Regions from separate parts of the Mus musculus genome. Here regions 1, 3, 4 and 5 are each linked to region 2. A link is a contact called in public Hi-C and HiChIP or PLAC-seq data. All regions are on one chromosome and are shown on one strand. The core of a region is the stretch at or near the end of the contact, and the rest is flanking DNA. Distances in the headings are between cores, read along the strand shown.

Region 1 (5,197 bases), core at 1,792-4,291, 350 kb before region 2:
GGGGAGCATGCCATGGCATCTGTATGGAGGTCATGGGGTCAATGAGCACCCACGATGGAGTCTGTTCCCTTTCTTCCACCTTGTGGGTTATAGAGATCAAGCTTGGACAGCAAGCAATCTCTTTTACCCACCGTGCAATCTCGAAGGCCTTGAGGAGTTTTCTAATGTAAAAATGGTCTGAAAAATTGGAATTGCTCCCGCATATTTGTTCTTTGGGATGATGATGTTCGCGTTTGAGTCTGTGGGTAATCACTGTGGGCTACTGAGATGCCGCACTTCTTAGTTGCTCAGTCGCACTTAAACATACCCTGTTTCTACAGCGAGAAGGAGTATATAAAAGAAAAAAATAATTTCAAATTGTATGTGACTGGAATAAGAATGTAAAACTGAGGTTGAAGAACAGGCTTAATGTAAGCTAGTTGTTTGGAGATATTAGCTATAGCTCCACATATACCTTTTTAATCCTAAGGCAGAAATCCTTTTGAGATCACTACTTAATGAGTAGTGAGGGGAGGAGAGGAGGCTGAGTAAGGTGTTTCAAGGAATGGAATGTTAAGACTTTCAATACAAACTCTAAATACAAGCTTTAAACACATACCACCCCACTCCTCACCTATCTATCTGCTAATCAGCTCTCTGTTGGTATGAAAGTATTGTGCTCAACACCTTTATAGAAGAACTATAAGATACTCATGAAAGGACAGATATGGAGCGGTAGGCCATGCCATCAGACGAGGAGGATAGGAGGAGAAAATCTTTCTCTGCAAGACAAAACAGGGAAGAAAATAAAGCCTGAGCTGGCTGGTCTGAGTGTCCGAGGAGGGACTCCAAAGCTAGGAATAAGGGCTGACAGACTCGGTACTCAGAACGTGACAGCTTGGGATTACTGCTGGAGAAATGAACTGTAATCAATAAAGACCTGATCAATAGTGAAGACCTCATCAGCGGCGTTCTGCTCTATTGCTCCCCAATATTGCTGGTCTCCTCAGCTAATATGGATTTTTGTGTTTGTTTGTTTTGCAGTATGTCTTTCATCAAGGCCAAAACAAAGATAGAGTTTATGTGGTCACAAAACATTTAATTGACCATTTGTGCCAACCTTTGTAATGGAGACCGAGATAAATGAGACAGTCAATATTATGAAGCAACAAACCCCCAGAGTGGCCCTGTTGGTAAAATGCTTGCTACACAAACACGCATACCCAGGTTTGGTTCTCCAGCACCCATGTTATCGGGTGGGTGAGGTATCGTGGTAAGGCATACCGGTATCCCTGCACTGAGGCGGCCGAGACAGAGCAGTCCTGGGGCCTGGTGACGAGCCAGTCAGTCTGGTTATGGAGCTCCAGGTTCAATGAAAACCTTGTCTCGAGAGTAAGGTGGGGAGAAACTGAGGAAGACACCTTATGTCTCCTCTGACCTCCACATGCACACAGGTACACACACTCACACACACCATAACTGCATTGCCATGATAACATGGGTGCTAGAGATCCAAACCTGGCTATGCGTGTTTTCCTAGCAAGCATTTTACCAACAGGGCCACTCTTGGGGGTTTGTTGCTTCATAATATTGACTGTCTCATTTATCTCAGTCTCACAGAACTCTGACATGCTCATCAGCTGCCACCTGACAAGTATTAGCGATATGAACATGGAGTGAAGTGTATAACTGACACAGGAAAGTGGGTCCCCACGGATACATTCTGTACACAGTGTTATTGTCAGAGCTGAAGCAGTGCCCACTGAATCCTTGGCTGAATGAGTTCCTGGTTAGACAGATGGCCGTGGATAGAAAAAAAGATGCAGTTAGATTCCCACAGTTCAAAGTACCAAGAGGCCTTGGGAACATTTTTCAGAAGACGCTTAGTTCTGACAATGTTCTGGAAAGTGAGGTTGGTGATTTCTTCTCCGTCTCCTTGAATGTGACCGTCAGAGCCTCCTCCATTACAATGAGTGTCCTTCTAGTGCTTGCTTCCTTCAGCCTGGGTTGTTGCAGCTGATGAGCATGTCAGAGTTCTGTGAAGCTGAAGTTTTGTCACCTGGTAGATTAATGGACACACAAGGAGCATAGGATTAGAGACCTGAGTTCTAGAACTTTCTGTTCTGGTGTGTGTGTGTTCTCTCTCCCTCTGGGTAAACTGTATTTGATCAATTATTTCTGAAAGCCTATGGCGTATTTTAAATATATTCAAATCGGGTTATTTTATCTTGTTTTTCTTCATTTTGAGACAGGGTCTCAGGTATCTCAGGCTAACCTTGAGCTCTAAGGGTGGCCTTGAGCTCATGAGCCTCTCACTTCTGAATACCAGGGTCCTAAGCTGTCAAACTCAATTTTAAAAGGTCCAATTGCCAGACCCCAGGACTTTGTGCTTGCTAGACAAGGGCTCTTCAGCATCCTTCTCAGCTCCTCTGTAAGCCTTTACATATCAGTTAGTGTGAGTTTCCATAAGAGCTCATCTGATCAGTTAACAACCACCCCTCAATTAAAATACTTATTACATGTATCAGTATATCAAGCTCTCAGAAAAACCTCTTAGGCTGTTTTTAAAGCTTCTTTTACTTTCATTTATTTGTTGAAGCAATAACTCTCTTCTCAACACAAAGTAGCACCATGACACCCAGACTTAGGAAGAGAAAGAGAATCCTGCCTGGTGTGGAAATCAAGTTGTTTCTCAAAATTCATCTTACTAAATTATGCTAGATTTAATGCTTTATTACAGGTTTTAAAAATAAGCTTGATTTCTTTTTAAAAATACACTATCAGTAGATTAGGTCTTAGGAACTAACATAGTCTACTCACTTCTTAAAGCATTCTCACACCCACCGCTCACACCTTCTATGCAGCAGATAATAAAAAAAATATTTGTTTATAATTTATTTGAAAATAAGTGAGAACGTACAGTTACAATCATAAAACCTCACCTTTTCTTTGATGCTTTAAAGCTTTAAAAGAAAACAAGAAAATGCAATTCTGGCAGCTGTGTGGCTGCTAGCTTGGTTTCCATGGCAACAGAGAGGAGATCATCAAAAACAAAATAAGGATTTTCAAGCTGATTACCCTTCTCTACCCGTTCTGCCGCCACTGCTGCACACTAACGGGCAGCAGAACCCAGCCTGGGAACCAACACTCACTTCTGTTTGTTTTGTCTCTCGCAGTTAAAACGAAGTAGAAAATAGGATCTTTTGGGTTGTGGGTTGGTTGGCTTGTAGAGAGAACTATACTCCACAAGCGTGAAGAGAACCCTGTGGGTATAAAGCACTGTGTAGCTTACTGACTGTCCTGGTGTGCTTCAACCTCTGTCTGATGCATATATTATTCATTATCAATATTCATATTTCTTGGAAATATATAAGAAAGCAATGTGAATTTATAATTAAAGGATAAAAACTTCTGACATGAAATGTTGTATAAAAAGAGATGAGACAGCATATAGAATGGGGGAAAAAGGAGAGCTATCAAGGGGGAAACAATTGGATTTCCATTAAAATGGAAAAAAATACTATTATAACCCCCTTGTTCCACGAATTTATACCTACTATAGATAACAATTATGATGCCAAAAATGGTAGCCCTAGATATTTGGTTCTGTAGTTTTCAAAAGCTTGGTTTAGCATTGTTTTGTTTGTTATCCAGGATTGCTATGTATTTTATAAAGGCAGTTTTCCTCTATTAAAAAAAATTAGTTAAACCAGAGAATTTGGGGAGGGGGTAACATGCATAATAAAAAATGTGCTTTAATGGAAATATCATTTAAGAGGTTTTAATATCAGATGAAAATAGTGAAATTCAGACACTATCCCTAGTGGGGAAGAATGAAGAGCACAGCCATCATTGGTTGTCTTCTGTGTGTCTATAGTCTGCTCGTGTGCTAACCCTCCAAACAATTCAAGCTTCGCAAAAGCCTGTGCTGTATGAGATTTCTGGTCATTTTTTATACCTAAGCCACAATAAAGGAAGTAATTGGACATGCTACACAAGTATTTTGAATTGATCTCCTAATTTATTTATGTAATACTGTATTTTTTTTTATAAGGACAACATTTAATTGGGGCTGGCTTACAGGTTCAGAGGTTCAGTCCATTATCATGGCAGGAAGCATGGCAGCATGCATGCAGACATGGTGCTGGAGATGCCAAGAGTTCTGCACCTTGATCTGAAGGCAGCCAGGAGGAGACTAACACTCAGTCTTTTATTTAAAGGTTTTCCCTAGATTTGGAGCCTCTTGCCATGAAATGTAAAATTTGCAATATTTAAAAATATCTCAATGGCCAATATATTACAAACAAGTTTCGATACTAACAGCTTTTGAAAAGGTCTTTGAGAACAGAATATGAGCTGAGAAAATTAGCTCAGTTAACATCAAAGACTCTATGCTAAAAAAGTACCAGTAACATATGGTTATGTTAAAAGGAGATTCCAACAATATGTGAAGCAAGCATGTGCTCGCCTTGCGATGGGGAAGGCACACAGATGATGGGTTTGGGTTAAAGCGTATGTCCATGCATCAGCAAAGCACAGAACTTGAGGGCCATGGAAGTACTGGTGAAGGCTCCAGCCGTGCTCACTCATCTCTATGCTAACAAAGTTGGACTAAGTCAAGGACCAGCAGTGTCTCTCTCTGCACAGGACAGATAATAAATGTCTTTGGCCATGTGGGTCATAAAGCTTCTATTACCAGCTAAGCTGCTCGGCCGTTGTAGCATGAAAAGAGCAATACAGGTGAGACAAGCGAATAAGACAGCTGTGAGCCAATATCATTCTGTTTACAGAAATGTGCATGAGCCACATTTGGACTGTTGGCCATGATTAATAACCCCCGAACTAGGAGATAACTAGTTCAGCATTCCATAGTCAATGCTCTTTTTTTTTTTTTTTTTTGTAAATGTTAATGTTAGCCAATGTGAATTTATATCAATCAAGAAAACTGGCTTGCAGGGAGATTTGCAAAGAACTTTCAGGCTTATAATTCAAATTTTGGCTAAATGTGGTGAATTTAACCCAAGTCCTATATGTCACTGCATATATAAAATAATGTGACACTGTTTGATATTGTATTATAACTAACTTTATTAAGAGAGCCATCGTAAATACTTACCTAATATACTTTATGAGCATATTCAAACATATGATAAAGAACCTTCTTCTATGGAAATTTAAGGCAATATAAATGCTTTAAATTTATTTTCAATCTTGCTAT
Region 2 (5,149 bases), core at 1,943-4,442:
CAGTTGCAAAAGGCTGCATGACTACTTATTATAAGCTAAACACATTGCGTTTGCATGTGATGAAACGTTCTTCAGCCTTATGATTATCTCAGTTCTCCCAAGATGTCAACAAATGTCTTAATGCCCACATATGAGGAAATGGTTATCTTACTATATTAATTGCATAGATAAATAACAATGTTGCAGAGGGTAACCAACCAATTCCTCCAGTTGCTAGGAATTGTCCCAGCTTTACCATCACATGCTGGGAAACCCCTCAGTCCTGGGGGGTGGGGGGGGAGAACGGTCCCCAACATACTTCCAGAAAGAAAAACAATAGCAAGAGGACAGACAGACAAATGCAGAAGTGCTAAGTGTCAGGCTTGTTCGGCGCACAAGCTCCCAGTTCCTTTTCACAGTAGAAGACTAAAAACCACAGCAGCCTCTCCCTTCCCCCTGACTTTTTAATTTTCCCAAAACAAGTTAGAAAAAAATCATAACCCTTCTCTTGCTGGACTCAGAGGTCAATGAAGAATTGGCTGTCAAAGTGATGACCACAGCCACCCAGCCAGTTCCAGCCTTCAGTGTCAGTAGGACAGAAAAAGTCATTGATGATAACCTCTCACTGCGACTACATCCAAGTTATCAGCAGCCGGAATGTGTCCTCAAACCAAAAATCAAAGAGCTGTGGCCAAAAAACTCAAGATCCGCCTTCCAAACAGGCCATTGAACAGACCAGAGAAGGATGAGGAGATGGTCACAGCATCCCTGGGGAGAGAGCAAGCTGATCCACCTCAAGCTGAAGCAGGGATTCCATGCAGGTGCCTCCCCACCCACAGTGATGGGGCAAAGCTCTTCTGGGAGGAGTTTAATCCACAGGTTGTTAGCATGAGTAGCTGAGGTTAAAAGCCAACTTCTAAGAAGTAAGATTCAAACAAAAAGTAAGACTATATAAGGCAAGAAGAACACACTTCCTGGACCTAAAGAAACACAGAAACCATCCTTGCTCACCACTGCACCCCACCCCACCCTACCACCACCACACCCCATCTTCCTCTGGCTTTGTCCCAAGATAGACTGGTGGTTTTTAGGTGTTCCTGGATCACAGAACTCCTTGGCTCTTTCTATATGTCAGGAGATGGAGTCAAATGAAGGTTTTACCTCTTTCTCCCCTGATGGCAAGTGAAGTTTACAAACAGAACAAAGCGGGTGTGTTTAGAAAGATTTCCAAAGACAAACATCTTTGAAACCCTTGCTCTGAGAAGCCGGAGAATAACTTTCTGTGCCCCCAAAGCCCAGTGATACCCCCTTCACCAGGGCTGGGGTGTTTGGGGGAAGAAGCTCCTTCATGCCCTGCCTCACCACATCTGCTGAAAGGAAGAAGAGATATCTCAGGGCCTCCAGAGCAGCCTGGGAGGTGGACACCGCCAGCAGACAGCTGAGGCTCCTGAGGAAGACTCTTGCTTTTCCCAGTCAGCTGTTTTACTTAGAAAATAAGGAACTCGGGATAAATGATTAGCATCTTTCTAAGTAAAATTCTACACCGAATGCTTTCCTATGTCTAACATACCAATGCCTACTAGCACCGTGTTGTTCTACTCGACTCTGCAGACTTAGGAATTAACAAAGTAGGGGAATGTGTACCATCATCGTTGACAGGACTCTGGACACAATACAGCATAAGACTTAAAATAAGCAGATGTCTAACAGTTGGCAAAAATTGGAAACAAAGGGTAGAGAAAATCCTAATATCAATTTACAAGCACTTTAAATGCTCAGTAGCCAACGAGGAGGGACAGGTTCACACAATTAACAGCTGCTCTCCCTGCTAAATTTAACAGAGTTTTTAACTCAGTGACTTCTGAACCAAGGCGGGGAGGGGAAGAAAGCGGGGCTGTAAATACTTAAGGAAAGCAAGCTGAAGTAAATTTAATCTAAAGGGGCAAAACAAACCATTGTGGCTCACTACCGCAAAGGTTGCATTTAAGTTGCAGAATATTCTGGCTGAATTCTAACTAGCAAGACGCCAGATGCAACCTATTAAGAAGTTGGAGGTGCTTAATAGAGGGGACTGGCCTGTTTGACACCATGTATCAAAGTCAAGATCGCCTCTTCGCTTACCAGGCCCCCAAAACAATGTTCATTTCAGTGTAGATGCATAAACCGGGACGTTTCCCCCCTTTTCATGTAAAGAATTGTGAGGTTTTGTTTTGTTTTGTTTTGTGTTTCAGGCAATTTAGTTGGACTTCCCGTGTGTGTCAATGTCCAGACCTGTAGCAAAGACTGTCAATCGGATTCAATAAATAATTTCATGGCTTCAAGCTGAACTCTGGGGCTGCCGGGTGTGATGTCTCCGTCAAAAAAGCAACAAAGCTGAGGGGCACCAGCGCCTGCGAGCTCAGCCTGGGACCTGACTCCATCTCCTATTCGGAGACCTGGGCCGAGAGCTCGCGTCTCTCTGCACCCTCAATCCCACATCCCACACCCAGCCCCTGGGCAACTAAAGAGGAAGTCGGGGTGTCCTATCCAACCGATGAAGATAGCCTATTGCACGGGAGCGGGGATCCCGGCCAGTCTCTTGCCTGACGCGGGAGAGGTCTGGGGAAGCGGGGCTGCGAGGCTGAGATCCTCTCTCCCGCCGTCCACCTTCCTCCTCCTGAGCCCACGGGCAGCCTTCCCCCGAGCACCCCCAGGCTGACTGCTCCTGAGTGCACGACGCAGTCCGAGGCTCCCCTCTCCCGGTGCGGCTGCGACCCGCGTTCCCCGCGTCCGGCGGCCACTCCCGCATCTCGCCGACCCTCTCCGGCCGCGAACGCGCACTTGCGACGGCCCAGGGCGGAGACTGCGCGGGAGCCGAGCCCCGCGGCAGGCCGTGCACGCTCAAAGGCTGCGCGTAAACAGCCCGGGGCGCGCTCCGCTCGCTCGGCGCCCGCCGCGCCCCCTTCTCCGCTCCCCGCCGCCCCTACCTGCTCGCAGAGTTTGAGCACTGCCATTCTTCCTTTCCCGCGCGCGCGCACATACAGCTCTCCGCTCCGCAGATGTCAACGCCGGGAGCCCGGGGACGCGGAAGGGACGGCCCGGGAAAGCTCCAGGAGCTGGGCTCGCGAAGGTGACAGCCCCGCCACTGCTCGGCCGCCGCCGCCTGCCTCTCAGAGCCCAGCCCCGGCTCGCGGGAGTCGCAGCCCGGCCCGCCCGCCTTTATACAGGAAGTGCCGGCCGCTGCCAGCCGGGCCGCCACTGACATCACCGCGCGCTGCCTCGCGCCGCCCGGGCCGACGCTGCCTCCTGCCGCCCGCGGCGGCTCCTCGCAGCCCTCGGCCCCGGCGCCCTCCCACACCTGCACCCCGCTCCGCCAGGAGCCAGCCGAAAGGGGAGGGGGCCTGACGCTGACCCTCCCCAGCAATCCCACCCACGCGCACGCCACCGATGGGCAATCCCTCGCCGACACACCCCAGGGGTCCAGAAAGCTTGCTACTCACAGGCCACCAACTTTCACCCTGCAGACTGTGTCACACCCCCTTTCCCTAAACCTCTTCCCTAATCAGATTGCTCCGGCGCTCCGAATTTCTGCCACCTAGGCGCTGGGCTGACAGTCTCTTTGTTTAATATAAGGAGGCCATGGATGCGTTGTTGAGTCCAGGGTTTCTCTAAACATATAGCGGTGGGAACGGGAGCTGTGACCCTCCGGTCACCTCCTAGTTAAACCACACACTACCCTAACTTGGTAGCCTAGGCTTGGGACTGAAGGTGAAACTGAGTAGGAAAAAAAGAGTCCTACTAAATTACTGCATTAAATAAGTCCTAGCTGATTTATTCCTACAAGAGTAAGTTGCATGCTGCCCACTTTCCACCCTACACACACAGAAGACAGCTGTCCGACAGATTAGGCTTCTAATACAGAGGTAGCAATCCGTAGTAAGTGTTGGTATTTCTGCGATCTGGAAAAGCACTTATAAATTCCGGCAGTGACTGGGCATGGAGAGAAATGGAGCATAAGCAGGTAAGATATTCTGCTGGCTAGTTTTTACCTCTACTTGACACGGGCTACAGTCATTTGAGAAGAGGGAGCCTCAGGTTTGTTTGTTTGTTTGTTTGTTTGTTTGTTTGTTTTTTAAAAAGGCTCCCACCAGATTGACCCGTGAGCAAGCTGGTAGGGGCATTAAGAAAATTAATTAAGAAAAACTGATGATTAATGTGGTCGGGGTCAGCTCTCTGTGAGTTGTGTCACCCTGGGTAGGGGTAATCTTGGGTGTATAATAAAGCAGACTGAGCAAGCCATGAGCACCAAGCCAGTAAGCAGCACTTCTTCCTGGCATGTGCTTCAGTTCCTGCTTCCAGGTTCCTGCCTTGCGTTACTGCCCTGTCTTCCTTCAGTGATGAACTGTGATGTGGAAGCGGAAGTACAAACAAATTCTTTCTTCCTCAAGTTGTTTTTGGTCACTTTTCCTTTTTTTGTCACACTAGAGCCCGTAAGTAAGACAGGTGCCTACTCTCAAAGGGCACTCATATAAACCAGATAGGCATTGCAGATTAATATAATTCCAAACCGAAATAAAGGATCATAAGGAGAAGTATTTAGGAAGCAAAAGACCAGACTAAGCTGGGCGTGGTGGCGCATGCCTTTAATCCCAGCACTCGGGAGACAGAGGCAGGCAGATTTCTGAGCTCGAGGCCAGCCTGGTCTACAAAGTGAGTTCCAGGACAGCCAGGGCTACACAGAGAAACCCTGTCTCAAAAAAACAAAACAAAACAAAACAAACAACAACAAAAAAAAAAGACCAGACTAGACCAGTGGCTAAGGGCAGGCTTCCTGAAAGAGGGGAAAGCTGAGACCTAGAGAAGAAAGTTAAGCAGGGAAGTGAGAGATAGCCCACACCCAAGAAGCCACTGGTACCCCTAGCAGGACCTTCGGGACTGTTGAACAACAAATCAGAACTACAAAGGGCCTGGTTAAGATCAAATGCCTGCCCCACACCTGCCTCTATAGTTCACTCACAAACCAGCTGTAGGTTTCTTCTTCCCCATTGTCAGTGCCTCAACGAAGATCTCATAGGAGAAGGGAGCTCCAGCAGTCAGGTAGCATCCTGGCCTTTATCCTCAACCCACTCTGGCTGGTGAAGCAGCTAAATCCCAAAGCTACTCCTACCTATCCTAGACACTGTGATTCTAC
Region 3 (5,275 bases), core at 1,053-3,552, 290 kb before region 2:
GGTTAGTTCATATTATTTTTCCTCCTATAGGGTTGCAGACCTCTTTAGCTCCTTGGGTACTTTCTCTAGCCTCTTCTTTAGGGGCTCTGTGTTCCATCCAATAGATGACTGTGAGCATCCACTTCTGTATTTGCCAGGCACTGGCATAGCCTCATAAGAGACAACTATATCTGGGTCCTGTTGGGAAAATCTTGCTGGCATATGCAATAGTGTCTGGGTTTGGTGGTTGTATATGGTATGGATCCCCAGGTGGAGCAGTCTCTGGATGGTCCTTCCTTCCATCTCAGCTCAGAACTTTGTCTCTGTAACTCCTTCCATGGATATTTTCCCCCCATTCTAAGAAGGAATGAAGTATCCACACTTTGGTCTTCCTTCTTCTTGAGTTTCATGTGTTTTGAGAATTGTATCTTGGGTATTCTAAGTTTCTGGGTTAATATCCACTTATCAATGAGTGCATATCATGAGTGTTCTTTTGTGATTGGGTTACCTCACTCAGGATGATATCCTCCAGATGTATCCATTTGCCTAAGAATTTCATGAATTCATTGTTTTAATTGCTGAGTAGTACTCCATTGTGTAAATGTACCACATTTTCTGTATCCATTCTTCTGTTGAGAAACATCTGGGTTCTTTCTAGCTTCTGGCTATTATAAATAAGGCTGCTATGAATATAGTGGAGCATGTGTCCTTATTACAAGTTGGAACATCTTCTGGGTATGTGCCCAGGAGAGGTATTGCTGGATCTTCCAGTAGTACCATGTCCAATTTTCTGAGGAACTGACAGACTGATTTCCAGAGTGGTTGTATCAGCTTGCAATCCCACCAACAATGGAGGAGTGTTCCTCTTTCTCCACATCCTCACCAGCATCTGCTGTCACCTGAAATTTTGATCTTAGCCATCCTGACTGATGTGAGGTAGAATCTCAGGGTTGTTTTGATTTGCATTTCCCTGATGATTAAGGATGTTGAACATTTTTTTCAGCTGTTTCTCAAAGGTGCTCCTTTTGACTCAGCATTTTAGAGAATTCAGTCTAAGATTAATTGGTCCCTTTGCTTTGGGTGGGCATCACATCATGATGGGTCCACGTGACAGAGTTCATGCTCACACATGGCCAGGATTGGAAAAGAAAAATGAGAATGACTAGGGCCCCCATCATCCCCTTTAAGGGATGAGTACCCACTATGCCCCGCCTCCTCCATGGTCAACAGCCTCCTACTAGTGCCACAGGATGTGGCCAAGCCTTTATGCACATCAGCTTTGGGGAGTCATTCCTGATCCCTCCTATATACTGACCCAGAGGCTAAGTCATATGATAGTGTTCATTTTAAAACAAAAAAAGGCTACAGAAAGGAGTTTGTATTCCACATATAGAAGACCCAAGGGTACAGATGTTTTTAAATCCATTTGACAATGTTTGAGGCCAAATTTGTCACTAGGCAGCCATATCTTCGTGGAGACAATAAGCTCTTGTATCTAAGGTATTCAACACTGTAGGAGCCCAGAGTGTGTTAACTGTTTAGGATTTGTTCCAACTGAAAGGCAGTAAGCAGTTTAATAAGGTGATTTTTTTTCATTTGTGGCACAAAAGTTCTCATCACAAGTGACGTTTAGTGAGATTGTCTCCTGTACTGCATCATTCACCTCATGCTCAGACCGTGAGGCGGTGGCAGGGCTGGTGAGGGTAGGCCACTAATACACACTAGGATAAATGCTTTTATCTCTAGGACCGATTGTTAGCACTTTTCAAAGGCTTTTCGTTTTCAATACCTGAAATACATTGTGAGAAATTAATTGGTTTTCTCAATCTAATTTCTAGTGTCAGCTGTGACATCACAAAGCAAGCTCCCAGATGGCACCAACTGGGCCCTTTATCAGTGGCTTTAGCCTCAATGCCAAAACAAAATGTGCCTGGCAGCCTGATCAAAATTTACATGCAGAGGAGTAGCCTCCTGTGAATGAATTTCAGCAGAGAGTCAATGAATTAATAGGTAATGGTCCTGTGGCAGAATCGTTACAGGTTTTAAGTCATAACACAGTAAGTCAGGATAAATCTCAGACCTGAAATACATGTAAAATAAAACCACAGAATTGGAAGTAAAACAATTTCTGAAGGAAAAAAAAAATCCAAAGGAATTAGAACCCATATTATTTTTTTCAGTTAGAAGTTAATGTCTTTAAAAAAAAAACAAACCATTATTTTAAAGCCCGTTTAGTTTTCAGTTCAAGAGCTTCACTGAGTTCCAGTGCTGTTAGTCCTTTGTTCCCTATGAGGGCCCCTGGGAAGGGTTCCATCTTTCACTATTATCTCTAACGTGCTTGTCAGATCTGCATACTCTTTTGTTCTTCCACAGCTCTCAGCCATCTGTCATGTTTTTTGAGGAGCCTGAAAAACACATTTAGGTTAAAACATATGATCTTTAAAACCTGCTATTGCGTCGTAGACAAGGGCTACTTTTTTCTTTCTTTTTAGCAGAAATATGACCCCTTTCCCTTTAAGAGCTTCAGCTTAATCCTGAAAGCAGTCTCCAGTGTGACAATGTCAGGTTTGAGTGTGTGTACTTGAGTAAAGTACCTGACTAGTACATGCTTCAGTGTAGCCTGACTTTCTCACCGATTTTGCTCAAACTGGGTGTGCTCAAAGAGCCATTTGCCATATTGTGCCTCTTTGGGATTTTAAAAAATATTTTTAATAATTAGAATTCTGTGTCTACATGTATACAGTGTGTATGTGTGTCATATATATATACAGGTTTGTGTTCATTTAGAGGACAGAGATCAACATCAGGTATCTTTTCTTTCTTTCTTTCTTTCTTTCTTTCTTTCTTTCTTTCTTTCTTTCTTTTTTTTTAAATAGGTCTCTACCTTGTTTTCTGAGACAGGGTCTCTTCCTGAGCTCAGAGTGCGGAGCTCACCAATTGATTAGACTGGCTTCCCAGAAAGGTCTGGGGAATCCTCCTGTCTCTATCTACCCACCTCTAGAGCTATAGATGTATACTATCACACCTATCTTTTATGTGGGTGCTAGGGATCCAAACTCAGGTTTCTCAAGCTTGGGTAGCCTGCACCACCTGAGCCATCTTGTCACTTCCCTTGAGTCCTCCAGGATTTGGCTCTCCCCCTCCAGTGCATTTCCTTTAATCACCCTCAACCACACACTCCCATGGCCAATGTCCCAAAGCCAGCTCACCAATTAGTGCTACAACTCAACAACTCTTCCAGCACTTCATCTCCATCCCACTGATTGTACCCTTTTAAAAACTCTGCATCACCTCCTCGTGTTTTAGCTTGCCTACTGACCTGGGTTGGAATATTTATGGCCTTTAGGCATAATGAAGTCTACCTGCCTTCCTCTCCGCCTGCTCAACTGGCAAAGCTCTATCTCTGCTCAAACTCTACGTTCAAATTACCTTGTGCCTGCATCCTGGCATCTGGTTAAAAGGTCTGTAAGGATAGTCGTATATTTAAAGTTCATGCTCTAAGTCTTAAGTGTTCTGAAGCCTACTCCACAGTTATTTCCAAGCCTAAATCTCCCGTCCCATCCAAAATTCCTTCCTGCTCTCATGTAGATCTCTCCTTCACCATCATGCTATATTTCCTATATAAAAATATTCTTCACAGCCTCTACAAACCCTTCCTAGGGACTTTCCCTGTTTTGCTTTCTTCCATCTTTTCTCTCTCCTCAGTCCATGGTTTTTGGATGGCTGACAACACCACTCTATCACATGTGTTCTTTCAATAGTTCCTGATGATTCCATGTTGCCAAACAAGAAATGAACCCCTACCCCATCTACATTGACCTTCAAGTACCTCACAGGTAGAAAACCTGCATTTCTTTGATGATAGTCTTCCCTGCCTGCTGTTTCCATAGTTGGCAACTTCTTGTGGTTAAGAGCACAAATTCAGTGCTTGCCATTCTTAGGAAACCAAACAATAAGAAAGACTGGCATTTATGCCAGGCATGATGATGCCACCTGTAATGCCAACACTCAGGAGGCTGAGGCAGGAGGATGGGGAGTACGAGACCAACCAGCCTGGGCTGCACAGCGAGAATCTGTCTTTTAAAAAAGAAGGAAAGAAAAGAATAAGAAAATAAAAAATAAGAACTACGAGTAACTGAAGCTTCTCAAAGTCGCAGAGATTTCAGAGGCAGGCCAGCACAGGGATAATTTAGTAAATGGGATGCCACTTGGCTTGACAAACAAACCTTCAGCAACCTGAGACCCAATACCTACATCAAGTTTCACATTTACCCAGTTCTAAACAATGCAGATCTTCTCTAAACACATCCTAAACATACCCTGTAAGTAAGGAAACTAGGCCAAACTAGCCTGAACTGGTTTGGGGTGCATGTGCAGAAAGTCAAATTGGTTCTTTTAAACTTTTAGAGATTTCTTTCCTTATTTACTATATTATGCCTGTGGGTGTATGTAAAATTAAAGTCAGATGTGTCATGGGAAAGGGCATGCACAGTAACCAAAGACTTATGTAAGCCTGTCAATGAAATCGCCATGTCTTATCCTTATGCAGCCAACTCCTCTCCCTGTTGTACTATACAAGTATCACCCAGTGCTCTTGAGTAAATCTCACTCACAGCCTCTTGTTCATTTGAAATGCATCTATTCTGTACTTGCATTTTCTGAATGTTGCTGTTGTGAAATCTGTGTGTACCTTAGTTCTCTGAACAAAATAGCAAGACCTGGAAATACCCTCTAGACAAATGCCATTGGTAACAGTTTCAAGTGAATGTATGCAGGTACACTTTTTGTGCTTTAAATTCTTGCATATTTTTACTTTTGAAAGTCATAACTTTCTTCCATTTAAACACACTCCAGTTGTCACTTAAAGATAGAGACTGTATCCACCAGTATGTAGAACACACAGTGTTGGCTTTCCAGTCCTTACTCTCTGGCACTGGGCCATGTGCTCCCATCTTTGTAAGAAGTTTTCCTACCTAAAAAGTAGATACAATGATCCTTGCATAAGACAAGAAATATGGATGTGTGCACATATGAGTGTGCTCACTCCTATTAGATACTCACCTTGAAGCCACAATGCTTTCCTCTTGTTCACTCTCCTGCTTATAATGTCTCTTGGGAAACAACCAGGGTACATGACCTTAGATTACCTTCTCATGTAAACTCTCCTTATGGTGGAACACATATCAGAGCCTCTTTATTCCTTGGGGGAGATACGGAAATATGACCGATTTCACAGGCTCTAAGATGACGAAGGAGTCATTGAGAAACAAGAGGAGAGTCAGTGGCTGAGCCAAGG
Region 4 (5,531 bases), core at 1,729-4,228, 310 kb before region 2:
TAAGTATTAAAAAAAAATTAAAAAGCCTCAAACCTGTATTTGCTGACGCAAAGGGAAATGGAAGAAATGAGTTTTTTGTTTTGTTTTGTTTTGTTTTGTTTTGTTTTTAATCCTACCTACTAAAACTGGCAGGAAGTTTAACGTCTCTGTGTGCCTGTGGGTTATCAGCTGAACTGTTCTAACTTATTGATTCTGGGAACATCATAGACATGAAACAACTCGGCAACTTAGCCATCATCTGCTGTCTTCATATTTATCTTAAAGATGAAATGTATCCTAAGGTAGAGAGATATGGATGAATATTTTACTGATTATTTATGAGTCGAATGTGGAAGCAACCTAAATGTCTGCCCATGGGAGATAAATATATTATGTTTAAGACTATGAAATAGAATGACACATAGCCATTAAAATATTAATTTCAAAAAAAAAATTAGCACATGACTGTATTCCAAGGCCTTGTACGACTGAGGCAGGAGGATCATGAGTTCAGTCAGAAAGACCCTGTCTCAAAAAACAAGGAGAAAAAAAAATCCATACTGAAAGACCCTCAACGTGAGGACTCCCCCACGTTCTGACTCAGAAGAGGCGACACCCCAAATCACCCACAAGAAACGGTCTTGCTGCAAATTGCAAGAGGATTTTTTTTTTTTTATTCAAGAGCACTCTCCAGCCCACGGTCATACACCACGCAAGGGTATGGTGCCCGAGTAAGGGGGTATTTAAAGGAAGAAACCACAACTCAAGGAAGTGGGGAGGGCATGGTTGGAAAATACCAAAGATACCAGTTAAGAGTTACAAGGAAGTGCAAAGTCACAAGTGTCACAATGAATACCTGGTAATTGTTCAGGTTATCTCTCAAGACAGTTTCTAAGAGCCCCTAACAATAGCACATTCTTTAAATGAACACTCTTTGAACCCAGGAAGCGGGTGGGTGGAGGAATGTTGCTATCTGTTTTATGATTAGCATACCTTGGAGCATTGAGTCACAAAGGTCACATTCCCAAGCCTGGGCCTAAAGGCCTAGAATTTTGTTTTTACGTTTTACTTTTTTATACACTATGTGTCAAGATGGGGAAAATGTACACATGTATGCACACATGGGTGTACAACGAGTACACATCCAGGTACATGTGTGTGTACACATGTGCACACACAGGTCAACCCCAGATGGTATCCCTCAGGAGCCATCTACCTTGTCTTTAAGCATGTATGTGTACATGTGTGCATGTGTGTTATGTATGTGTGTGTGCATATATGTACATACAAGTGTGCATATGCATGTGTATGCATGTGTATGCATTTGTGTGTCTATGTGTGAGTGTGTGCATGCATGCTCATGTGTGTGTGAGTGTGTGTGTGTGTGTGAGTGTGTGTGTATGTGTGTGTGTGTGTGTGTGTGTGTGTGTGTGTGTAAGAGAGAGGGGGGTGGGGAGAGTCTGAGGAGTAAATGTATTCTCTCCCTCTCCCTTATGTAGTTTCAGGGATTGACTAGGCCATCAGGCTTCTGGGGCAAGCACCTTTACCTGCCGAGCTTTCTCACCACCTTGGACTTTTTGTTTTTCAAAACAGGGTTTCATTCTATAGCCCTTGCTGTCCTGGAACTCACTCTGTAGACCTCAAACTCACAAATATCTACCTGCCTCTGCCTCCTGAGTGCTGGGACTAAAGATGTATACCATTATGCCCTGCAAGATAGGAAATTTTTAAAATTAAAATAGTAAGCCTCAAAATGATGATACAAAATTAACCCATATACATAGTAATGCAACATACACACACACATATGCATATATATATGTATACACACACACACACACACACACACACACACACACACACACACATATATATATATATATATCTCCACATATAGTTACATTTACACACATTCTCACAAATATCTATCTTTCCTGTCAGTCAAGACACTCTGAACTATGCTATGCTCCAAAATTCTCTGCAATATCTATCTTTCCTGTCAGTCAAGACACTCTGAACTATGCTATGCTCCAAAATTCTCTGCTGCTTACAACCACAGAGTTTTTTCACCATCATATGTCCTGTTAATCCCTAGCCAGCACATGCCTGCAGGTCTCATGGCTACTCCAGGACCTATGTGGATAACCTGGACTCCATCTTAAGGCAAGATTCCATGCTTGTTGAATCGGATAAAGAACATGAGGACCTCTGAGATGTCTCTGAGTAGGTTCAGAAGGATGTTCGAGGCCACCAAGCAAAAACCATTACTGCATATCTCCTTTCTATATCTAAAACTGTTCACGAGAGAGGGAGAAAGTGGTTAGATGGCTCAGTGGTTAAGAGCAGTGGCTGGTCTTCAGGAGACCCAGGTTTGATTCCCATATGGTGGCTGACAACTGTCTCTAACTCTAGTGTCAGGGGCTGTGACACTCTTTTCTGGCCTATGCAGAAAATGTACATGTAAACACCCATACATACAAGAATAAAAGCAAGCAAATCTAAAACGGAAGAGAGAGAGTCATGGGAAAAAATAATTCATGCCACTCTTCTAGTGGTGTGGTGACAAGATTATAATATTTTTTACATTGGCTTTTCAGTAGTTCTCAATTTTATTTTGCTTATGTCTTTTTTTTTTAACTTTTAAAATAACTCTTTAAAATACTGTAGGACTGTAGTGATGAAGCTGCCCCTAGCATTCCCCCTTCCTACTCCCAGTTCCAGTTCCTACCCCAGAAGTAGCCACTGAGTAAAGTTTGCTGCAGTCTTTCAGGATTATTTTTATGTATGCAACCATCAGCATATTCATGAATATTCATAAACTCTTAAGAGAGAAAAATAAAAAGCAGCATATAAATTAATCAATATACATATGATTTTAATACAGTAATTTCTCATAAAGAATGCATAATTCATCCATAGCAGCTCACTGTGTTAGCAGTGTTCCTCTATCTCATTCACACTGTTCTTCTTCCTGTCTTTCAAGTTTTTCCGGCTTCTGCAGGGTGTAGTCATTGACCTTTCACTTCACAGCTGCGCATCATGTGTTCATGACTCGGGGGCCCTGGCTACATTAGCTACTTTTCTCCTTGCAGTGTCAACATGCGGGGCAAAAGAAATATAAGGAGGGAACTGTTTTCGGCTCACAGTTTGTAGGTACAGCCCATTATTATGGGTAAGCCACGATGCAGGCGCTAAGGCAGCTGGTCACGTCGCATACAGCCATGAAGGGAGCAGCGACAAATGCCGATGCTGATTTCTATTTATTCAGAACCCCATGGTATGGCGACACCAGATTTAAAGTGGGCCTACTCATCTCAATGAACTCACTGACATTTGGCTCCTTGGTAATTGTAGTTCCTGTTAAGTTGGCAATAAATATTAACGGTCATATTGGCCCTGTCTGGGAGCAAGGCCACGAGACTTTGACTTTCTTGAGGAGGTTCAATCTGCTCCGCCTCTTCACATTCCAGGTGTTTAAGGCGCCAGCCCAGCAGCTCAGCCTCTGGGTGTATGTAAGTGTGGGCTGACTTCAGGCTAAGGATGTGAAGTCTAAGCTCATTACTGAGAGAAGCCTGGAATAATGATTCTTGTGGTGGTCTGTGGGAGTCTATATGGTTTACAGAGCGGGTCAATATTGTTATCTTGATTAGAAAGTAATAAAGGAACCTGCTTATTTTACACCAGAAGTTTATAAGCAGAGTGTGCGAACAAATCAGAATATTGATTGCCAACAGGAGAAACTGGATGCGGTTTGTATGAGGTTCCCTGTGACCGTGGTGGTTTGTTTCTGGATCTACAGCTATTCTGAAAGTAACTTTTAAAAGCAATGCTTATTATATCCTGTTATTTATTCAAAGTTACAGTTTCCCCATCAAAGGTGAAGTCTCAAGACTCTACATAGGAAATTCAAATATCTAACCCTCTGGTAAACACATAGAAAGAGCAGAAATAACCAGAAGAGCGATTGATTGGAATGTTAGCATTCCTTCTAGGTTCCACCCCATGGTTACCTGGCAACAGCCAGGTATGCCTGACTCACTATAAAAGGGGCAACTTGCCCCCTCCTCTCTCTCTTGTTCTCTTGCTTTCTTGCTCTCTTCCCTCTCTGCCCCTTCTCTCCTCGTCCCCCGCCCCCTACATGTTCATAGCTGGCCTCCTCTCTCTCTCTCTCTCTCTCTCTCTCTCTCTCTCTCTCTCTCTCTCTCTCTCTCTCCCTTTCTGTCTCTACTACTCTCTCAATTCCCCTCCCCATGCCCTAAATAAACTATATTCCATACTATATCTGTCATATGGCTAGTACCTCAGCATGGGCCCGCAGAGGCATCCCCATCTTCTGCACCATTCTGCACCTATACCAAACATATCCCTGGCTTCCTTTTCTTTTTTGTAAAACACAACAAGAATACATAGCAATAGGTGGACATTCCTTCTGGGAGCTAGCCAAGTAGGAGAATTTAGATCTAGATGTTGAGCTTCTATAGCGTTTGTTATATCCAGGGACAACCAAAGGAGACACCAAGCGTGATTATAGCACCGTCTGGTACAGAACAGTCAGGATAACAAAGAGACATGGAGTGTGATTATAGTGCTGCCTCAGACACAACAGTCAGGGCAACAATCTTGGAACAGGCAGAATGACAGTTTTCAAAGTATGTTTCATAGCATGGGATTTGGTTTCAGGTGATAAAGTATTGCATTCAAATAAAGTTTGAGAAACACCTGAACGAATCAAAGCACTACTTCCTTGCAGACATTGGCAGAACCTTCGGCTTCTGAAAGAACACGGTAAGTGAATGGGAACGGGAAGGTGTGTGCTGCACCACTGACAGCACCTTGGCTGGTGCGCACTTCAAATGTGCACCCACACAAGTACCTGTGAGTACATTTCAGTGACCACAGTTAGGTATGAAAAAACTCAATAAATGTGGCAACTGATTATTCCACAAAATAAGGCAGAATTAGAATATCTCAAGGGCCAACCATAAAAAGAACACACTTTAGTTAACATTTATATATATAGAACTCAGTCTCAAACATTTTGGTCTCAGAATTGCCTGACATTTATGTAAAAAATTATCAAGGGCCCTAAAGAATATTTGTTCATGAGTTATACCTATTGATATTTATTATATTAGATGAGAGATCTAAAAAAGTGCTTCTTAATTCCTTTAAAAATATTGTCAGGCTGGAGAGATGGATTAAGTAAGTGAGTAAGTGTGAGAGATGGAACACAGACTCCCAGGACCTGTGTAGACTCAATGCAGGCAGGTGTGGGTGCACACGTGCAAGCTCAGCTTGTCTACAGCAAGAGAGGAGATGGAGACAGAAGAATTTCAGAAGTGGGGGGGCCAACTAGCCTGGTGTCTGCAGACATGAACAACAAAAGCCTCCAACCTCATACAAGGTGGAAGGCAAGGACTAATACCCGAGCTCGTCCTCTGACCTCCACACACACTGTGTCAAATGAGTGCTTATACTCACACACACACTCACACTCACACACGTCTCCATTAGGCTTCTACTGCAATAATAAAGACTGTGACCAAAAACAA
Region 5 (5,373 bases), core at 1,817-4,316, 490 kb before region 2:
TGACTTTTCTTCTATTCTGAGTGCATGCTTAGACTACCAAGTAGCTCCAAAGAGTTCCAGGACAATCCTTCCTAAGGAACGGGGAACATCTTGCCTCTAAAGGACTGATGGGATAATTTTAGCTGAGGCCAGCCAGTTCTCATGCACCAGAAATGAACTCAACCTATCCTATAACACCCCGCCCCCATTTTTCCCCATGGCTTAAACAATAAGGCTGGCAGTCACCCCACAATACTGCTGTAATAACTGAACCCCAGAGACTGTTTATTGAAGAGCTCTCTTTCTCCTGAGCAGATAAGCAAGGACTCACAGGCTGTCAGAACTTCTTTAGCCCCTTTTCTGCCCCACTTCCCTGAAAGATTCTAAGCTCAACCCTGTCTCCTTGCCTCTGCTTCCAACATGATCCACCAACTCAGGAACAAGAGTAGAGTTCAGTTTAGCTCTCCAGCCAGGCTCCCAAACATGGAGCTATGTTCTAATTGACACCAGCATCTTAAGTAGTTTGATATGGGCAAATGGATATGGTAAGGATGAGCATTCTGGTAAGAAAAATATATAATTACTGGAAACTGATAAATATGTATATTCATTGAGATGCTCATTTAGGGTGTAATGGGTTTAATCAGTTGGAATGTACTAACCAAGTATAATATCTGGATATGATAAGGTCTGTGTTCTGATTTTCTTTCTGTTGCTATGACAAAATGGAAACCAAAACCAACTTAAGAAACAAAAGGCATATTTAGGTTAAAGGTTACAGTCCATCAGCCAGGGAAGCCAAGGCAAGAGCTCAAGGCAGGAAGCTGGAGGTAGGAACTGGAGCCGAGACTATGGAGGAACATTGCTCACTGGCTTGGTTTCCAAAGTTTGCTAGGACTGTTTCCTTAGACAACCAAGGACCACCTGGCCAGAAGTGGCAACACCCACAGTAGGCTGGACTACTGGGCCCTCCCACAGCAATCAAGAAAATGCCCCACAGACATGCCTACTGCCCAAAAGATCCTTCCTAGGTGCCTCTAGTGTATATCTTGACTAAAAGCATCAGTCTGTCTGCTAGAATGAGACCTATGATGTGTGTGAAGCCCCATCCACCTAGCTAAGTCTGTATAGTAGAATAACTTGGTACAGCTTGGAAGAAGTATCCCATTGAAAAGGCCAACCCACTGATGGCTCAGCAGGTAAGAGCACTGACTGTTCTTCCAAAGGTCCTGTGTTCAAATCCCAGCAACCACATGGTGGCTCACAACCACCCGTAATGAGACCTGACGCCCTCTTCTGGCGCATCTGAAGTCAGCTACACTGTACTTATATATAATAATATATAAGTCTTTGGGCCACGGGGCCAACCAGAGCTAGCAGAGGTCCTAAAATTCAATTCCCAACAACCACATGAAGGCTCACAACCATCTGTACAGCTATAGTGTACTCATATACATAAAATAAATAAATAAATCTAAAAAAAAAAGAGAGAAGGCCAATTTAGAAAATGAAAATAAAGAAACCCTAAACAACCATTATGCTTGTACAATGATTTTTTTTTTAAAAAAATAAATATTATGCTACTTTGTAGCAAACACTGATAAACCAGGTGATAAAAATAGAATACTGAGCCAGGCAGTGGTGGCACACACCTTTAATCCCAGCACTTGGGAGGCAGAGGCAGAATTTCTGAGTTCGAGGCCAGCCTGGTCTACAGAGTGAGTTCCAGGACAGCCAGGGCTACACAGAAAAAGCCTGTCATGAAAAACAAACCAACAAACAAAAATAGAATGTTATTACAATAAACATAAAAGCAATAAAAAGTAAAAAGCAAATAGTGTTTTTATCAAATCATTTTACTTAAGTGCTCATTTAAAGCCAGCAGTAACATACCTTCATTGGCGTCTTTGTCCTGGGATTTGGCAGAGTCAATTCCTGATGAGGATGGAACTTCGGAGTCATCTGGGTTTTCTTTGGGTGATGATTTTCCTTTTTCCTGAACACTCTGTGATTGGGAATTAAACAGTTCCAAAAACTAATTCAGATTTAATTCTCTCAGCCTTGAATAGGGCATTTGCCTTATCTTTATAAAAGTTGACCCTCCCCTATGATACGTGGAATCTAAATTTGAATAGTTTCAAAGTGTTCCAATGTACTTAAGTCTTTAGTTTATGTAAGTCATTTGCAAATACAAGTGGAATGATTTTAAATATTTTAATGTCATCAATCTAAGACTTTAAATAAACCATAGGGTTCATAGAAGTCTATGAGTCAAGAAAGAAATCATTAGCTAACTTCAAAAGGGTCAAGAGATCTTTATGTTGGTCCCTTGGCCTTCAAACAAATGAGAAACTATTTAAAGTTCAGATCTTTATTAAAATTTGAAAAAGTAACAGATATCCTCACTATCTGGTTAGTTAGGTTTACTTTTATGTCTAAGAAAAAAAATTACACGGAGACTCCTCAAAAATAGGCGCACCAGGGGTGCATGTAGCTTTGCGATGGGGAGCTTTGTCCAGCAGGCTGGAGGCCCTGAAGTTTGATCCCCAAGACCCCTATACAGACCACAAAAACAAAAGGCCTGGTTCCCACCACCGTCACAACCTAGTTGCAAGATAGGTTTAGAACTAATCAGATCACCCTGTCTGGCTCATCGACTTAACAGGTATTAGGGGGTCGGGGGAGGTTAGCGCCCACCAAGGCTGGCTTTCGGGTGGGGAGATGTCTTTAGAGGCTCTGAGTACTCGGGTGGGAGTGAAAATCGGAAATTTTGGAAGAGGTGAAAGCTGCTGGATCCCGGGCCCACCCTGGGCAACCCACGACTCGGTTTCGGGGAAAACAAGACCGAGGAGCACCGGGGGCCCAGCGGCTCACTTTCTTCTCTCGGGTTTTTCTCTCTTCTCTCCGCCTTTCGAACTCTTCAAAGGAGATTTTCCCTTCCAGGTAGTCGATAAGTTCCGGGCTGAACCCCGACATGTCTGCAGGGCCGACGCTGCGCAGCGGGCCAGGGAAGCTGCAGCACTCCCAGGCTCTGTAGGACGCCTAGGAGAGACCGGACCAGCGTCCGCCCTAGAAACCTTCCCGGCCTGCGCCGCGGCCGCGCACTCTGGTTCCGCCTGCGCTCTAGGCCCCAGGCCTCTTCCCACAGGCAAGGGAGTGTCCAAATGCATCTTTCAAGCGCCAGACTCCCTTAAACTACCAGCTAGAGGAGCCTTTTTTTTTTTTAAAGATGTATGTATTAGTTTGTTTGTTTGCTTGCTTGCTTATTTTATGTATAGGAGTACACTGTCTTCAGACACACCAGAAGAAGGCATCAGATCCCATTACAGATGGCTGTGAGCCACAATGTGGTTGCTGGGAATTGTACTTAGGACCTCCGGAAGAGCAGTCAGTGTTCTTAACCACTGAACCATCTCTACAGGAGACTTTTGATCTGGGGATGCAGCACAGTGGCAGAGCGTTTGCCTGGGTTTCTATCTCTAATGTCAATCAACTTTTATGTCCCAAGTATTCATAAACTTTTTTGTTGTTGTTTTGTTTTGTTTTTTGTTTTTCGAGACAGGGTTTCTCTGTGTAGCCCTGGCTGTCCTGGAACTCACTTTGTAGACCAGGCTGGCCTCGAACTCAGAAATCCGCCTGCCTCTGCCTCCCGAGTGCTGGGATTAAAGGCGTGCCCCACCACGCTCGGCTGCTCTCAAACTTTTAAAGGGATTCTAACTCTTCCCATAGGGCGTCTACTGTATATCTGTTACATACATCTCTCAAAATAATCCTTAGGAACCTATGAGAGGAAAAAAAGGGAGAGGTGTGGGGAGGGTAATAGAACACTTGTAACATGAAAAAGGGCAACACCTGAAGTGGAAAGACTTGAGGTGGGACTTGAGGGGAGAGAGATGGAAGAGAGGGGTCAAAGTGAGTGAGTGAGAGAGAGAGAGAGAGAGAGAGAGAGGGAGAGAGAGAGAGAGAGAGATTATTTTCAACTCCTAGGAGCTCTTGTGATTTGCATTTTATCTTGTATTATAACTATTTCTTTTTCTAGAGACATTACCTATAAACATCAAAGACATTAGTTTATGTGTCATTATTATAAACCTGACTAACCTAATAACATGTATTCAAAACACATTTGTGAGTAAAGTTAGATGAAACTACAAGAGCCTTTGGAACTTTGGGCAAAGTTGAGCTCAGCATAGTCCTGGGTCCAAAGACGAGAGTCTATCTTTGATCATCTTTATGATAATCCAAGCTAAGGAGATCTGTAGCAGGGTTGCAGAATCAGAGGTCAAGACCTGCAAGAGCAGGACTACCAGATAGCAGAAAACTATCTCAGTCACTGCGTTTCTCCTGAGGAGGGATCTTACACAGGCGTGAAAACATACATGAGCAGACGGAGTGTGTTGATGTTATCCCCAGAAACAACTATGAGGATTACTCCCCTGAAGTCTTCAGGGAGTTGGGGAACTGTGCGGAAGACTCTATGTCTGTTTCCAGACTCACTCAAAGCGGGAAAGAGAAAGTGAGTATGGCTATCTGGAAAGGAAAACACTCTGCTGAGACCCAAATGTTTAGGCTGGTTTCTGTTACTGTTGGCTCCTGGGAAAATGAGAATAACAAGCCAACAGATGCAGATACAAAGTAAAGAGAAAGGGGTTTGTGAACAGGGGTGGGAGGAGATATGTTCTGCTAAAGATCATCTCCCAGACATGGGAGGAATTTGGGGGTTTTTGGGGGGGGTTCTTTTTCTTTTCTTTCTTAGGTCAGAATACAGCAGAATGTCTTAAATTTTAAGGGGTTCTTCATTTTCTAGTTCCTTGCAATGATTCGTCCATTGGTGAGTCAGACAGCCATATTACCTTGAGATGAAGCCAAATTGATACAGCAATGATGAAAATACTAAGAAGAAACATTTTGGTCTTTCAGACTAATTTTTGAGTCTCAACATGGAAAGGCTAAGGAAGCAGAAGATCTAACTTATGCCATGACAACTGAATTAAAAGAGTACAGAGAGGTGACTCTGTTCAGGAAGACTTGTGATGCTCCTGGGGCAACCATTTTTCCATGAGTCTCTCACTCTTCTAGAAAGTTCTTCTGGAAGCTTGCGAGTCCTTTTCTCCTGAATTTCATCTTTGTAAATCAAAAAACATGAAAGCAGATTTCTCATTATAGGACAAGGAAGCATGACTTCTCTTTTCTTTTTTGAGATAGGGTTTCTCTCTCTCTCTCTCTCTCTCTCTCTCTCTCTCTCTCTCTCTCTCTCTCTCTCTCTCTCTCTCTCTCTCCCATCCTGACTGCCCTGGAACTTACTATGTAAACCAGGCTGGTCTTGAACTTTCAGAGAGTCACCTGCCTCTTCCTCTTGAGCACAGGGTTCAATGGGTGGGCAGCTGGCCTAGA

Evidence for each region. Hi-C and Micro-C count contacts between places; a contact is called where the count stands out from the background. HiChIP or PLAC-seq counts read pairs in DNA pulled down with a chosen protein or histone mark.
Region 1: an H3K4me3 HiChIP or PLAC-seq map of forebrain shows a contact between it and region 2, with 5 times the contacts expected there. The contact joins the enhancer-like site here to the promoter of Ankrd44 in region 2. A contact is called at or near these places in 2 of 39 promoter capture datasets (cranial neural crest and pre-B cells), 10 of 115 datasets of contacts at active chromatin or transcription factors (the 230-238 cell line, bone marrow-derived macrophages, craniofacial prominence and 5 more) and 3 of 9 other capture datasets (adipose tissue, embryonic stem cells and liver).
Region 3: a contact with region 2 is called in an H3K4me3 HiChIP or PLAC-seq map of embryonic forebrain, with 2.2 times the contacts expected there. The contact joins the enhancer-like site here to the promoter of Ankrd44 in region 2. A contact is called at or near these places in 9 of 39 promoter capture datasets (the 3T3-L1 cell line, the C10 cell line, the HPC-7 cell line and 5 more), 2 of 15 datasets of contacts at CTCF or cohesin (both in the NIH/3T3 cell line), 4 of 484 Hi-C or Micro-C datasets (the C10 cell line, CD8 T cells, female germline stem cells and 1 more), 13 of 115 datasets of contacts at active chromatin or transcription factors (the 230-238 cell line, the SCID.adh cell line, bone marrow-derived macrophages and 8 more) and 5 of 9 other capture datasets (adipose tissue, embryonic stem cells, liver and 2 more).
Region 4: a contact with region 2 is called in a FOXA1 HiChIP or PLAC-seq map of pancreatic cancer cells. The contact joins the enhancer-like site here to the promoter of Ankrd44 in region 2. A contact is called at or near these places in 4 of 115 datasets of contacts at active chromatin or transcription factors (bone marrow-derived macrophages, embryonic hindbrain, pancreatic cancer cells and 1 more).
Region 5: a Hi-C map of the N1E-115 cell line shows a contact between it and region 2, with 3 times the contacts expected there. The contact joins the promoter of Gtf3c3 here to the promoter of Ankrd44 in region 2. A contact is called at or near these places in 1 of 484 Hi-C or Micro-C datasets (the N1E-115 cell line) and 2 of 115 datasets of contacts at active chromatin or transcription factors (embryonic stem cells and stem cell-derived neural progenitor cells).

The regions. Positions count from the first base shown.
Region 1 is chr1:54,575,745-54,580,941 of GRCm38.p6, forward strand. No RefSeq gene overlaps it. Among named protein-coding and RNA genes, the nearest start is that of Pgap1, 21 kb to the left of the region's middle. Within about 2 kb of position 3,042, at least 28 of the 459 cell types and tissues checked have an H3K27ac peak or open chromatin away from gene starts, as enhancers often do. A contact at or near this core is called in forebrain, where this site is marked.
Region 2 is chr1:54,923,195-54,928,343 of GRCm38.p6, forward strand. Ankrd44 (ankyrin repeat domain 44) reads right to left here and starts at 3,193. Exons shown (of 28, transcript NM_001081433.3): 1 at 2,946-3,193. The coding sequence starts at 2,972.
Region 3 is chr1:54,638,034-54,643,308 of GRCm38.p6, forward strand. No RefSeq gene overlaps it. Among named protein-coding and RNA genes, the nearest start is that of 4930444A19Rik, 41 kb to the right of the region's middle. Within about 2 kb of position 2,303, at least 23 of the 459 cell types and tissues checked have an H3K27ac peak or open chromatin away from gene starts, as enhancers often do. A contact at or near this core is called in embryonic forebrain, where this site is marked.
Region 4 is chr1:54,609,108-54,614,638 of GRCm38.p6, forward strand. No RefSeq gene overlaps it. Among named protein-coding and RNA genes, the nearest start is that of Pgap1, 54 kb to the left of the region's middle. Within about 2 kb of position 2,979, at least 15 of the 459 cell types and tissues checked have an H3K27ac peak or open chromatin away from gene starts, as enhancers often do. A contact at or near this core is called in pancreatic cancer cells, where this site is marked.
Region 5 is chr1:54,435,960-54,441,332 of GRCm38.p6, forward strand. It overlaps Gtf3c3 (general transcription factor IIIC, polypeptide 3), which reads right to left and starts at 3,067. Exons shown (of 18, transcript NM_001033194.3): 1 at 2,854-3,067; 2 at 1,873-1,984. The coding sequence starts at 2,955.